Linked DNA regions of Mus musculus: regions 1, 3 and 4 are each linked to region 2. A link is a contact called in public Hi-C, HiChIP or PLAC-seq and promoter capture Hi-C data. All regions are on one chromosome and are shown on one strand. The core of a region is the stretch at or near the end of the contact, and the rest is flanking DNA. Distances in the headings are between cores, read along the strand shown.

The links. Promoter capture Hi-C pulls out the DNA fragments that hold promoters and counts their contacts. Hi-C and Micro-C count contacts between places; a contact is called where the count stands out from the background. HiChIP or PLAC-seq counts read pairs in DNA pulled down with a chosen protein or histone mark.
Region 1: a contact with region 2 is called in an H3K27ac HiChIP or PLAC-seq map of neural progenitor cells, with 4 times the contacts expected there. The contact joins two enhancer-like sites. A contact is called at or near these places in 9 of 484 Hi-C or Micro-C datasets (the CH12 cell line, the HL-1 cell line, MC3T3-E1-derived osteoblasts and 5 more), 6 of 115 datasets of contacts at active chromatin or transcription factors (embryonic stem cells, neural progenitor cells and trophoblast stem cells) and 1 of 9 other capture datasets (embryonic stem cells).
Region 3: a contact with region 2 is called in a promoter capture Hi-C map of liver, with 2.0 times the contacts expected there. The contact joins the promoter of Coq8a here to the enhancer-like site in region 2. A contact is called at or near these places in 8 of 39 promoter capture datasets (3T3-L1-derived adipocytes, embryonic stem cells, fetal liver and 3 more) and 1 of 484 Hi-C or Micro-C datasets (liver).
Region 4: a Hi-C map of liver shows a contact between it and region 2, with 3 times the contacts expected there. The contact joins two enhancer-like sites. A contact is called at or near these places in 6 of 484 Hi-C or Micro-C datasets (the G1E-ER4 cell line, embryonic stem cells, liver and 2 more), 1 of 115 datasets of contacts at active chromatin or transcription factors (large pre-B cells) and 1 of 9 other capture datasets (embryonic stem cells).

The regions. Positions count from the first base shown.
Region 1 is chr1:179,862,119-179,865,249 of GRCm38.p6, forward strand. No RefSeq gene overlaps it. Among named protein-coding and RNA genes, the nearest start is that of Gm31668, 15 kb to the right of the region's middle. Within about 2 kb of position 1,418, at least 83 of the 459 cell types and tissues checked have an H3K27ac peak or open chromatin away from gene starts, as enhancers often do. A contact at or near this core is called in the HL-1 cell line, neural progenitor cells and trophoblast stem cells, where this site is marked.
Region 2 is chr1:180,020,523-180,023,599 of GRCm38.p6, forward strand. The region is part of intron 2 of Cdc42bpa (CDC42 binding protein kinase alpha); the gene reads left to right. Among named protein-coding and RNA genes, the nearest start is that of Cdc42bpa, 61 kb to the left of the region's middle. Within about 2 kb of position 1,354, at least 59 of the 459 cell types and tissues checked have an H3K27ac peak or open chromatin away from gene starts, as enhancers often do. A contact at or near this core is called in the HL-1 cell line, liver, neural progenitor cells and 1 more, where this site is marked.
Region 3 is chr1:180,194,571-180,197,590 of GRCm38.p6, forward strand. Coq8a (coenzyme Q8A) reads right to left here and starts at 1,450. Exons shown (of 15, transcript NM_023341.3): 1 at 1,303-1,450.
Region 4 is chr1:180,228,444-180,231,675 of GRCm38.p6, forward strand. Psen2 (presenilin 2) reads right to left here. Exons shown (of 11, transcript NM_001128605.1): 8 at 1,399-1,482; 9 at 943-1,044; 10 at 400-518. Among named protein-coding and RNA genes, the nearest start is that of Gm37336, 7.7 kb to the left of the region's middle. Within about 2 kb of position 1,593, at least 5 of the 459 cell types and tissues checked have an H3K27ac peak or open chromatin away from gene starts, as enhancers often do. A contact at or near this core is called in liver, where this site is marked.

The DNA.
Region 1 (3,131 bases), core at 168-2,667, 160 kb before region 2:
TGAGAGTATGCTTTGAGATTGGAAATGTCCACACAGCTTTGCGGTAAAGGTCAGTGGTAGAGGCTTGCCTAGTAAGGCCATCTTTAGAGCCACTATAAAAACACATGTGTGTATATATGTATAAATTAAATGTCCATGCAATGGTCTGATTGATACCTCACAGTGAACAAGAAAATTCTGAAGTCCCTGGAGGCTTTTTCCCTTATTTTATGTGCATGAGTGTTTTGTCTGTATGTATGCATATGCATCATATATATGTCTCCTGCCTGGGGAGGACAGAAGAGGGAATCAGACCCCTGGAACTAGAGTTGTGAGCTGTCATGTGAGTGCTGGTAACTGAATCCCTGGTCCTCTGCAAGAGTAAGTGCTCTTAACTGCTGAGTCATCTCTCCAGGCCCTGGAGTTCTTAGAGTTAAATTATCATTATCATTACCACCACCACCACCACCACCACTAGCAGCAGCAGAAGCAGCAGCAGCAGGACCACCACCACCACCACCACCATCGTCGTCGTCATCATCATCATCATCATTGTGTTGAGATCAGAGGCCAGGTTTTGGAAGTTGGTTCTTACCTTCTACCATAGGATCAGGTCATCAGGCAATCAATCACCTTTACAAACAGCTATTTCGCCTTGAGTTTTAAAGTGAAGAACTTTCCTCATAGCTAGTTCTCAAAGTAGCTGTGGGTGACAAGATACATTTGCTTGGGCCGCATTCAGTGAGTGAGGCTGGATAAAAAGGTGGATTTGGTGGTTGGTGGTAGTTGATGACCCTCCCAGGAGCAGCCTGATCTGAACAGCTCCTTGCCTTGGGTCCAGGGGGAGCAGAGACGCTGGGGAAAACAGTGCCAGTCCTGTGGACACCATCTTTTAATAAGACACACATTTACAGACAGTGACTACTTGTGGCACTGTCTCCCATTCTCTTCTGTAGCCGGTACAGAACTCTCCCAGGCCCTCCTGTGACTCACAAAGGCTGGGAATTTCCTCCCAAGCCCTGAGAACCCTCTTCTGACATCTACCACACTAACCAAATTTCACCCTGTGGTATTTTGGAAAGAACGATGGAGAGTCAGGAGAATTAACAGGGCATAGAGCCTGGAGGCAGATAACAGCTCCAGTCTGGAGAGCTAAGGTCTCCCATCAGTGGCCCCCTCATAGGGAACCTGATGAAAGATGTTAACCAAGACTGAATTAAGGCCCAGTGTCCATACATTGTTCAGCTGTCAGACTGTTTGCCACTCTTCAGACAATGTGATGTTTGCAGTGGTGTGTGTGTGTGTGTGTGTGTGTGTGTGTGTGTGTGTGTGTGTGTGTGTGTCTGTCTGTCTGTCTGTCCGTTTTGTTTTTCCATGCCCAGCCTAGGCCACTGTCAGCACCGCAGGGTACAGCTGGTGTTGATGGGGCAGAAACGCTGAGTCACTGGCTGCTAAGTGACCCTCTTACATCATGCTATTGTCCTTTCTGTTAGGCCTTTGGGGACTCTGTTTTTGTTTTGTTTTGTTTTGTGTTTGCCTGGGGCCTGGCCCTGCTAGGAAATCAGAGTGTAGAAAACTCAGAGGCTGCCAGACTCCTGAGCCAATTGATCTAGCAGGACCGCAAGTCACTATGGGTCCTTTGAGAACACCCTGTACCCCATCAGTGGCCTGTAGCTCTCCATCTAGGGATGGGCTTTTTGATGTTTGTCCTATCTGAGTTGGCATGTTTACTGATGTCATTATAAAAGTCTTGGGTTTTTTTTTTTTTTGGAGCCAGAGTCTCATGTAGCCTAGGCTGACCTTGAACTGGATGTAGCTCAAAGAGTGATTCTGAACTAATCAACCTCCTACCCTCACTGCTCAGGTGCTGGTACTGCAAGTGTGCACCACTATGCCCTGCTGCCATTTCCATGTGCAGTATTTTATTTCTTCCTGTATATCAATATACCTTTATATAACTGGGTCCATATTATGCATTTTATTAAATGAAAATGTGCCCCAGCCCTGCCACTATCCTTTGCTAGGTTATTTGATTCCCTTCTGTCTTTTTTTTTTTTAAGATTTATTTATTTATTTATTTATTTATTTATTTATTGTATGTGAGTACACTGGAGCTGTACAGATGGTTGTAAGCCTTCATGTGGTTGTTGGGAGTTGAATTTTTTATGACCTCTGATCATTCCAGTATGACCTCTGATCATTCCAGTCGGTCCCGTTTGCTCAGTCCCTGCTCACTCCAGCCCAAAGATTTATTTATTATTATACATAAGTACACTGTAGCTGACTTCAGACACACCAGAAGAAGGTGTCCGATCTCATTACCAATGGTTGTTGTGAGCCACCATGTGGTTGCTGGGATTTGAACTCAGGATCTTTGGAAGAACAGTCAGTGCTCTTACCTGCTGAACCATCTCTCCAACCCCTTCCCTTCTGTCTTATCCAGGGTTTCTATTGTCAAAACACAGTGACCAAAAATCAACCCAAGAAGAAAGGGTTTATTGGGCTTACATGTCCATACCATAAGCCACCACAGAAGGACGCCAGGACAGCAAGTCAGACAGAGAAGGAACCTGGAGTCAGGAGCTGATGCTCCTCTTGACCACGGAGGACATACTGCTTACTGACTTGCTTCCCATGGCTTGCTCAGCCTGCTTTCTTATAGAACCCAGAGCCACCAGCACAGGGATGGCACCACCCACAACAGGCTGGACCCTCCCTGTTCATCACAAATAAGGAAAATGCTCTTCAGGCTTGCCTACAGGTCGATCATAGGAGGCATTTTCTCAATTGAGGTCTCCTGCCCTCAGATGACTAGACTTTGGTCAAGTTGACAAATATCTAACCAGTATACCTTCCTCTCACCTCTGCAATGTACCAGATACATGTTTCCCCTTCAGATGACCATCTCACATCAGCTCTTGGTGTTTTGGGACCATGGCAACTCTTCAGCTTTATCTGTGTGGACCAGAGGTTTCCAAACTTACATAAAGCTTGTCATGAGATCGGTGGGCCTCTTCCTGGTAGAAGATTGGGTTGGTGAGGCAAGATTCCAAGAAACATCACCATGTTGGTCATCATGGAGGACCGTGGTGCAGAGGAAAGGGTGAGCAGTTTGATCACCAGAAACCCTCCTCCAACATCGCTTCCTTCCC
Region 2 (3,077 bases), core at 104-2,603:
GTTTTCAGTCACTTGTGGAAGCTAAAATGGTTTGCATTCATAGAATGGGAAAGAAGAAGGGAAACGAGGAGAGGGAAAGGGAAGATATAGCAGTCATTAAAATGGGAGGATGACAGGAGGGTAGAGAAAGGTTAGCTTAGATAATGAGAACCAAATATGGTTGGGTAGGGGCAAGTCTGTACTGCATTAGGGTGACTGTAGTTCACCCCAATTTACCATGTGTTTCAAAAGCACCGACACAGAAGTGTTGAGTGTCACAGGTCTTAGAAACACCAGTAGCATCAGTGCTATCATTTACTGGTGCTTAGGTATGCTGTTGTTTGTTTGTTTGTTGTTGTTGCTTATGGGTTCATAATCTGTGACTATTATAAATCTGCTTAGTAGACTTTGGGGGGGGAGAGAGAGAGAGAGAGAGAGAGGAGGGGAGGGGAGGGGCAGGGCGGGGCAGGGCGGAGAGGAAAATGAATGAATGAATATTAACATCTGAAGTTAAAGGTGTGTGTGTGTGTGTGTGTGTGTGTGTGTGTGTGTGTGTGTACATGCACCAGCTTCTAGAGGAAGGATAATTTGTGATGGAATCTATGCATCTGGAATTAGGATATTTGTGATTTTTTTGGTAGCTATCTGGTCATGCCTTTGTTGGGTGGATGTTCACATCTAATCCTGTTCTGTTCATTCTGGATTTGTAGAATTATTTGAAATATTGTTTTTCATCAGCTGATATTAGTCTTTTTGTTTTTTTTTTATGGTTTATCCCTTCAAATATATATTTGTCATTTCATGAGATTGAGGAGTTCAACTTTATGAGGATCTCCTATTAAAAGCCATTAAACTTAATGTGGGATCAAACTGAAGAGGTTGAGCTACTTTCTCTAAAAGGCTAAACTTGGTTTCCAGCTTTTGATCTCAAAAGTATATGTATCCAGTAGTGGGATTGACAGTTCAGCCAACCTTACACAGCCACTTGCCAGTGCAACATAGTGGTGTTTACATAGGAGCCTTCAGAACAACTGTCAGAGGGCACTTGTCAGCCTTAATCCATGTGAGGCAATAATTGACAGAAAGGAAAGCGATTTCTCATCTCTATTTTCAACCCTTGCCTTTTGAGTGTAAGAGCTTGGGTGCTTTCTTTAGAGGCAGAGCTTTCTCACCCACGTGTAACTTGAGTGTTGGGTAGAGGAAGGCTGACGCCTATTTTTAAACAAGAGAGAGAAGAGGAGTAGAGTGACTTTGGGTCTTACCCCTTGAAGATTCTTCTGATTGCTTGGAATGATGAGCATGTTACATTTAAGGTGTCTGGAGTCAGAGGTCCAGTCGCATGGCCTCTGTGTGAGTCATCACTTGCTGGTCCTTTGAAATCATCATGTTTGGAAATCAGTGAGAGAATTGATGACAGGAAGGAACCAGTGGGAGAACCGAGTACAGGAACTGAAGCAGGCCAGGAATGAGTTTATAAAACAGAGCAAAAGTGCGCGGCCTCTCCACTGGGATGAAGGGAAGACTGGACAGCTTTTTGCTAGCGTTTATGCCCAGCACTGTTGTTTCCTTTGTATGTGCTGGTTTTGGCCAGGAGCTGTACGCAGTGTGAGGGAGGGAGAGAACAGAGTACCCTCTGTCTGTGGTGCTCAGCGTGCTGCTTTTTCTCCCTGGGTTATGATCATACTGTCATTTGGCTAATGAAAGCAATACTTACTGGTTTTTGATTTGGGTCATAGTCTAATTAATTAGCAAGAGAAACCGGCACTTTATGGCACTGGTCTCCACTTTGTAATTTGGAGCACTTTCCCAGTTAACTTAAATTTATCTATTAGAGTTTTTTATTATTATTAATCATTTCATTCACTTACATTTCAAATAATAATTCCCCTTCTTGGTTACTCCTCACCAACCCCTGCATCCCACTCCCTCTCCTCCCCTCCCCTTTGCCTCTATGAGGGTTCTCCTCCACCCATTCACCCACTCCTGCATCACCTCTCTAGCATCTCCCCACGCTGGGGCATCAAACCTGCCTTCCCTCCCATTGATATCAGATAAGGCCATCCTCTGCTACATAGGTATCTGGAGTCCTGGCTCCTCCATGTATACTCTTTAGTTGGTTTAGTCCCTGGGAGCTCTGGGTGGTCCAGCTAATTGAAATTGTTCTTCTTATGGGGTTGTAACCCCCTTCAGCTTCTTCAGTCCTTCCTCTATCTCTTCCATTGGGGTTCCCAGGCTCAGTCCGATGGTTGCCTGTGAGTATCTGCATCTGTATTGGTTCTTGCTGGTAGATCCTCTCAAGGAACAGCTATATCAGGCTCCTGTCAGCAAATGTTTCTTGGCATCAGCAATAGTGTGGGGGTTTGGTGTCTGCAGACAGGATGGATCCCTAGGTGGGGTGGTCTCTGGATAGCCTAGCCTTCCGTCTCTGTTCCTTTTTTTTTGTCCCTGTCTTTCCTTTGGACAGGAATATTTCTGGGTTAAAATTTTTGAGATGCATGGATGGCCCCATCCCTCTACTGGGGGTGTATGTGCCTATCTTCTGGAGGTGGTCTCTATGGGTTGTATCTCCCCTTTGTTGGGTATTTGACGAAAGTCACCATTGGCTCCTGGAATCTCTTGCTTCCCTGGAGTCTGAGGCTTTCTAGAACTTTCTTACAAAAAAAATTTTTTTTTTCTCTTTGTAAACCTGACTTTTTGTGTCTCTGTGTATAAAGTCCATTATATGGAATTTTAAAATTTACTTTCAAACATGAGAAGAAAATAAATAATGGGCAGTTAGAAGAAGCAGGGAAATGCTAAAATATGCTTTGTGGAGAAATGGCATTTGTGAGAAGGGTGCCATGTCAGGTCCTTGGGGGAAGTTGGAATAGCAGTAACATTTTTTTGTTTTGTTTTGTTTTTTTGTTTTTGGATTTGGAAGGAGGGTCTTGGAAAAGGTTTTCAGTAGACACTTAGAACCAGAAAAATGGGAGACTGAAAGCTGGAAAGGAATTTTAATGGGACAAGAACAACAAAGGAGAAGATGGGGAGGGGCTGGGATCAAGATTTCAAAGGTATTGTCATCCTTGAGGAGTGATAGGGACACTTTTCTGGGGTTC
Region 3 (3,020 bases), core at 200-2,699, 170 kb after region 2:
CACCGAATGCCTTCCACCATTTGTTTACAGCAGTGACTGTAACACTGTCTTAAACTTCCCAACTACTTGTGGGCAAGTTGCACAGAGGTCCTGGCAGCATGGGGTGACCCTGTCTAGAGTCCTGCCTGCATAGTTCTCAACCAAATTTGCTCTTGGGGGTATTTTGCAATGTCAGGGGACATTTTCAGTTGTCACAATTGGTGGGATTGGGTGGCCGTGGGGGTGTCACTATTTGTCTAGTAGTACAAGCCAGGGATTCAGCTACACACCCTGCATAAGATAAGCAGGCACAGTAAACAAGATTAGGTCCAACATGTTAATAGTCTGGAGTTGGGAAGTTCTGTCTCAGGTGGTTCATTAGCTCAGAGAATGCACAGATTGCCTGCCTCGCTTTTGCTTTGTGTCACCTGGTCCACAAGTGGTCACAATTCAGCTGTCTTCATTATTCACAAGGCTAAATATAGCATCCAAAGCTACCCTCGGAGTCGTACAGACACTGCTCTTGTAAGCCAACAAACCCCTCTAGCCTCTTCTCAGAAGTGCCTTCCTCACTCCAAATGTTTCCCAACAACCTCCCTGCCAGCATGGCCGCCAGCCACAGCACAACTGGATGTCTGTCATGATCACTAGTCCAAATCCTCCGGCAAGAAGGTTGGCCTGACACACCCCAGCTCCAGAGTCCCGTTCCACAGACACCAAGTCCAAGTGAGCCTAAATCAATTTTCTACAGTGCTGCAAGCCCAACCCAGATTGGATGTCTGCACACAGCCTCTGCCCCTTCAGGCTGCCTAGCCAATGAAGGGTCCCAGAACCCAGACCCGCCCCTACAGCGTTCTCCCTCTGTCCCCTCACACTCTGAAGGTGGCTTGGTTGAGTTATGTGACAGCTTCTGTGCAAGAGAGTGCAGGAGCTGTCAAAACTGGTAGTGTGGCCATCAGTGTCTGGGAAAAACAAGAGGACGGACCAAAAAGAAACGAAGAAAAAGGAACAAGGAAGGGACTTCTTCCCAGACTTCACCCCAGCCGTGAAACCCAACAGCTGGCTCGGGCTTAGAAGTTGTAGTTCTGACACAAACTGCAGCCAGAGCACACAGTTCGAGGGTCTGAGAGTTCAGAACATTATTGGGAGAAAGGCAGCCACGTGCGTGGACGACGCAGAGGCCACAAGCAACCCTCTGCTCGCTGAGCCAGACCCGGGTCGGGAAAGGGCTGCACCGTACGCAGGCCGCACTGTCACTTGAAAGTATAAGAAGGGACCCCGGGGTGCTGAGGTTAGCAGCGGGCCGGCAGGCGACAGCCTTACCGGGCTGCAGGAAGGTAGCTCCTCCGTCCGCAACGCAACGCCTCCGCGCGCTCGCCCCGCTGCGAGCGCTCCGCACACTCTCCGCTTCTGTTTACCTTCTAGCCCGGGTGCGCACGCCGCGCTCCGCTTGCCCCGCCTCCGAGCCCTCCCATTGGCTGAGCCGCTGTTTGTTAGCTGCCCCGATGCCACAGGACGCAGTGGGAGCGTGCTTACCGCGTGCGCAGCTCACAGCCAATAGGGACTGAGGGTGGAATAAAAGCAACCAATGAGAGGCCGCCCTTGAAGGCCGCGGTCCCTAATCTGCCTGTTAGCTGTCTTTTCTCCCGGGCAGGGAAAAAAGCCTGCAGTTGTTCTGCGCCTGCGTTCTGAAGATTGACAAGCGTTCACCTGGCAGCCACGTGAGGGTCGCCTGGGTACCGACGCTAGCTCAGCTTCCTAGGGGTCGGGCCGGGAAGACCTCAGAAGTTTTGATGGGACCACAGAGGAACCCCCCAGGCCCCCGCCCCAGGACCTAGACTAGGCCCGGGTTGGTTTTTTGGTTTGGTTTGGTTTGGTTTGGTTTTTTGCCATGTGATGAGGCTTCTGCCTGGGTTCCTCCAAAAGCACTTGGCCTAGGGAAGTGTTATGGCGCTGACACCAAAGTTCTATACCCTTCAGCTCTGTATTTAGACTAATTGTGCTTGCTTATTATGAGCGCCAATAAAAAAACAATCCTTTTCCAAGGTGAAAAACAGCCCTGAGGAGTGCACTCAACACACACAACATTGACCCACAACATCCCTAAGGGACTGCTGACCCAGAAAAGATAGGGTTGCGACAGGTCCATGCCACCTTTGTACCAAATGGGAGAAAATACCTAGCCTTGGGGCCTTTCCAAGATGCTTCCGTGCCAGCTCAGCCCTTTCGCCCAGCAATGCTAGGCCAGCTTCCCTCTAACGAACCTAAGACAATCGCTCGCTTCTCCCATGGTTTATTTTCCGTTTTTCGACAGATTGATATGATTTGGACCATGTTTCAAACAAAACAAAACAAAAACTCTGAAAGTATTCTCTATGCTTACTGTCTCCACTTCTTTTTCCATCCTTCTCCACAAAATCAATCTAATAAGGCTTCGATAGTTCGGATCTTGAATATTTTTTCCTCAAAGACCACTTTGGTCCCAAAGGGAAGTAGGCATAGGGAGGCTGTCAAACATTTAGGAAGTATGGCCTGATGAAAGAAAGTCACATCACTGAGGTTGTGACTTTATAGGGAATATTAGGACCTGGGAGCCTTCTCTGCTCCCATGAGAAGCCAACAGCTACCATGAGGTGAGCAGCTCTGCCCACTACACCATCCTACCATGACTTGCTGCTTCATGAGAGACCCCAAAGTCACAGCCCAATGGACCAAGGCCTAAATAAATCTTTCCTATTTCTAAGTTGGTTATCTTGAGTATTTTGCTGCATTATAGAAAGCTAAGGCTTTTCTGTTTAAAATACAGGCTTTAAGCATGCAGATTGCTAGTCTGATCAAAACTGAGATGGGCTCTGCCATTATTTCTTGAGTCTCTCTGCCCAGGCTTATTTCTCCAAGACTCCCACTGTCTGTACTCCTATCCTTGGTGTTAGTCCCTGGGGTTGACGCTCTATTCATTTTCCTTCTTTTCCAAGCTGGGATAATGTCCATGGACTTATTTCCAGGGGTGGTCTTTCCCCAGCCTGCTCGGCTCCACAGGT
Region 4 (3,232 bases), core at 343-2,842, 210 kb after region 2:
CAGAGCCTCCAGACTACTGCTGGGGTTGGAAGACCCAGGTTTCAGCATCCCTTGGGGTCCTGATGGCACTGAGAATATGCAGCTGTGGAATGGGAGGGGAGACCTTTCCGCTCCTCCCTGCTTCCATGGGTAAAAGCCTTTGGCTATTTCATCACCCATAAATCTCAGACAATCCACGATCGGAGGAACCAAGGGACAAGGGCCTAAAGCTCTCATCCAGGTCCTGGCATAAGATACATATGGTGAGTGAGATCCAAGCCTCCCACTCCATCCCGGGTGCTCTCTCTCAGGAGGGAGCACACCTTGGACACCCCTCCCCTCGATGCCTTTGCCCTAAGAGGGGAGACAGCAACAATAAATGACCCACGAGTGCCCACACCCACCACACAGCCCACTCACAATGAGGATGGCGATAAAACAGGCCAGCGTAGTGTTCCAGTCTCCGTTGCCAGTGGCTGCAGCCTTGCCCACCAGGACGCTGTAGAAGATGAAGTCTCCCAGGCCGAGCTTCACGCCCCCTGTGTGGAGAAGAGAAAGTGGTCCCTGTCCAATCCAACTGATAGGAAACCTCGGCAGGAAGCAGGCAAAAGAAAGAAAAAAAAAAAAAAAAAAGAAAAAAAAAAAGGAAGTGAGGGGCCAGGACTTGAGCCAAGCGACCCAGCAAGAGTGTCGTGATGAGAGATTCCCTCAGCTGCAGTATGCAGTATTGCAGACTAGCGACAAGATGGACTTCCTAGAAAAAGTCTGGGGGCATCGGGGTGTGGGGATGGGACCACGGACTGAGTGACTGGCAGCCTAGGCAGAAGCCTGGTACCTCAGGGAGTCACTTGGTTAGGAGAGACCACTGGGACTGCAGGCTGCGGTGCAGTTTGGCATAGCATCTGACTAAAGGTATTTTTAAATAAACTTGTGAAGCAGGCCATCTGAACGCGGGCACCTTACTTTCCTCCTCCTCCTCCAGCTCCTCCCCTGGGTAGCCAGGCAGGGGGGCTTCGAAGGCTTCAGGGTATGAGGGTTCTCCAAAACTGTCGTAGGAGTCTTCTTCTAAGTGTCCAGGAACAAAGGGCCGCCGTCATCGCCACCGTCATCATATAGCATGAAGAGTGGCAGGGAGAGACAAAGGCTGGTCAGATGGTACAAAAATCCAGAAGATTCGCCAGGTCCCTCCCATGTCAAGGCTCCCCGGAACTGCCCACCACCAACATCCAGCAAAACTGAGGTGGGAAACTAAGGCTCGGGAGGGGCAATCTACCCCTCACTCCCTCTCTGAGACAGGTGTCAGAGTCTGGCCGTCAGGCAGTGCCACTCTGCCATGCTGAACCTTAATTCACAGAGGGACCTGCCAAGCAAGGTGCAGTCAAGGCGTTCCCTGGACATGGCTGTGAACCCCATACTCACCCATCTCTGGGTCATAGGGGAGCTGCAGCGCTCCTTGAGAGGAGGGGTCCAGCTTTGCCATGCCCACCGTCCACACCATGGCAGCTACAGGAAGAGCAAAGGGACACAATGCCTCAGGTAGTACTGACCTGGAGGAAGTGGAGCCGGGCTATCTATGTCCCCAGAAAGCCTGCAGAGCACCTCTGTCCCGAGGCTGTGCTCAGGCTTGGCTGATCGAGGCTGGGGGTCAGGGGGAGGGGAGGGTGAAGTTCAGGGACACTGGCTAGGTGGGGACTGACATTTCACCTTTGTCCTTTTGCAATCCTCTCAAGCAACACTGGCAATAATGGTGCTCAGTGAGCGGCTTGGTGAACTGCATCTTTAAAAACGTGTCTTATTTTTCAGGCTTCAGTTTATTACAAAAAGGGAGGCGTGGAAATTGTTTACATGATGAAATAGCTCTTGTGGCACCATTTCAACAGTAATTTCGGTCTGCTCACTGTCCAGGAACGTCACTGCCTCCAAGTAAGAAATAATCTTTGTCGTCTAGAACTACTTTGGTGTCTCCGTGTTCTAGGAGACAAACCTGTCTCCAGCTTTCACACTGACCGGTTGAACCCCTCCACCCTTCCTTTAGAGCCCTGTCTACTACTACTATAACTACTACTCTTGCTTGCCAAATTCTTTCATGGGATTTTTCTGAACTTAAAATGCTGCCTTTGGTTACAGTTACAGCTGCCCTCCTTCAATCAAGACTGTCAAAAGGCAGAAGAAACCTAAAAGCCTGTCTGTCCTCAGGCCACTGCAGCTAGAACCTAGATTGTCTTTAAAAGGAAGTGCAACATAAAAATGTAACCATAGGGGTTAGAGAGAGGGCTGTGGTTAAAAACCGCTTGAAGAGGTCCTGGGTTCACTTCCCAGCACCCACATGGCAGCTCACAAGAGTCTGTAACTTCAATTCAACGGGAATCCAATGCCCTCTTGTGGCCTCCATGGGTACTGCAGGCAAACTAACATTTGCAGGGCAAATCTTTTCAAAACAAGTTTTTAAAAATTCAGTCCTTGGAGGAGATGAAGGGGTTTGCAACCCCATAGGAAGAACAACAATGTCAACTAACCAGACCCCCCCCCAGAGCTCCCAGGGACTAAACTACCAACCAAGAGTACACATGAAGGGACCTATGGGCTCCAGCTGCATATGTAGCAGAGGATGGCCTTATCTGACATCAGTGGGAGGAGAAGCTCTTGGCTCTGTGGAAGCTCAATGCCCCAGCATAGGGGGATGCTAGAGCAGTGAGGCGGGAGTGGGTGGGTGGGTAGGGAGCACCCTCATAGAGGCAAGGGGAGGTGGGATGGAATGGTGGGGTTTGAGGAGGGGAAACCGGGAAGGGGGGCATTTGAAATGTAAATTAATAAAACAACCAATTTTTTAAAAAAAGGAAATGATTTTCAGTCCTGAGGCTGAAGAGCTGGCTCGGTGGCTGAGAGCACTTGCTGCTCAATCATGAGAAGCAGGGCTCACACTCCTGTGCCCTTTAACAAGCCAGTGGCCCTGTAAATGCCTCTCATACTAGCTCTGAGGGAGCGGATGTCTTCCTTCTGGCCTCTGTACATGGGGTGTATGCATGATCGTATGCTCATACAGACACGTATGCACACCCAAACTAAACACTTTTAAATGCAGTGCCTGCATCCCTGTGTATTCAGATCTGCGAAAAAAAACCCAGCTCTAAACCTTACAAGATGGGAATCCAAGCTCACTGATGGTCCCTCCCTGCCTCGGCCACTGTATCAAGCACCCACTCTATTTTACGTCTGTGACTTTGCCTCCTCTTGCTGCCTCCTTAATCACACC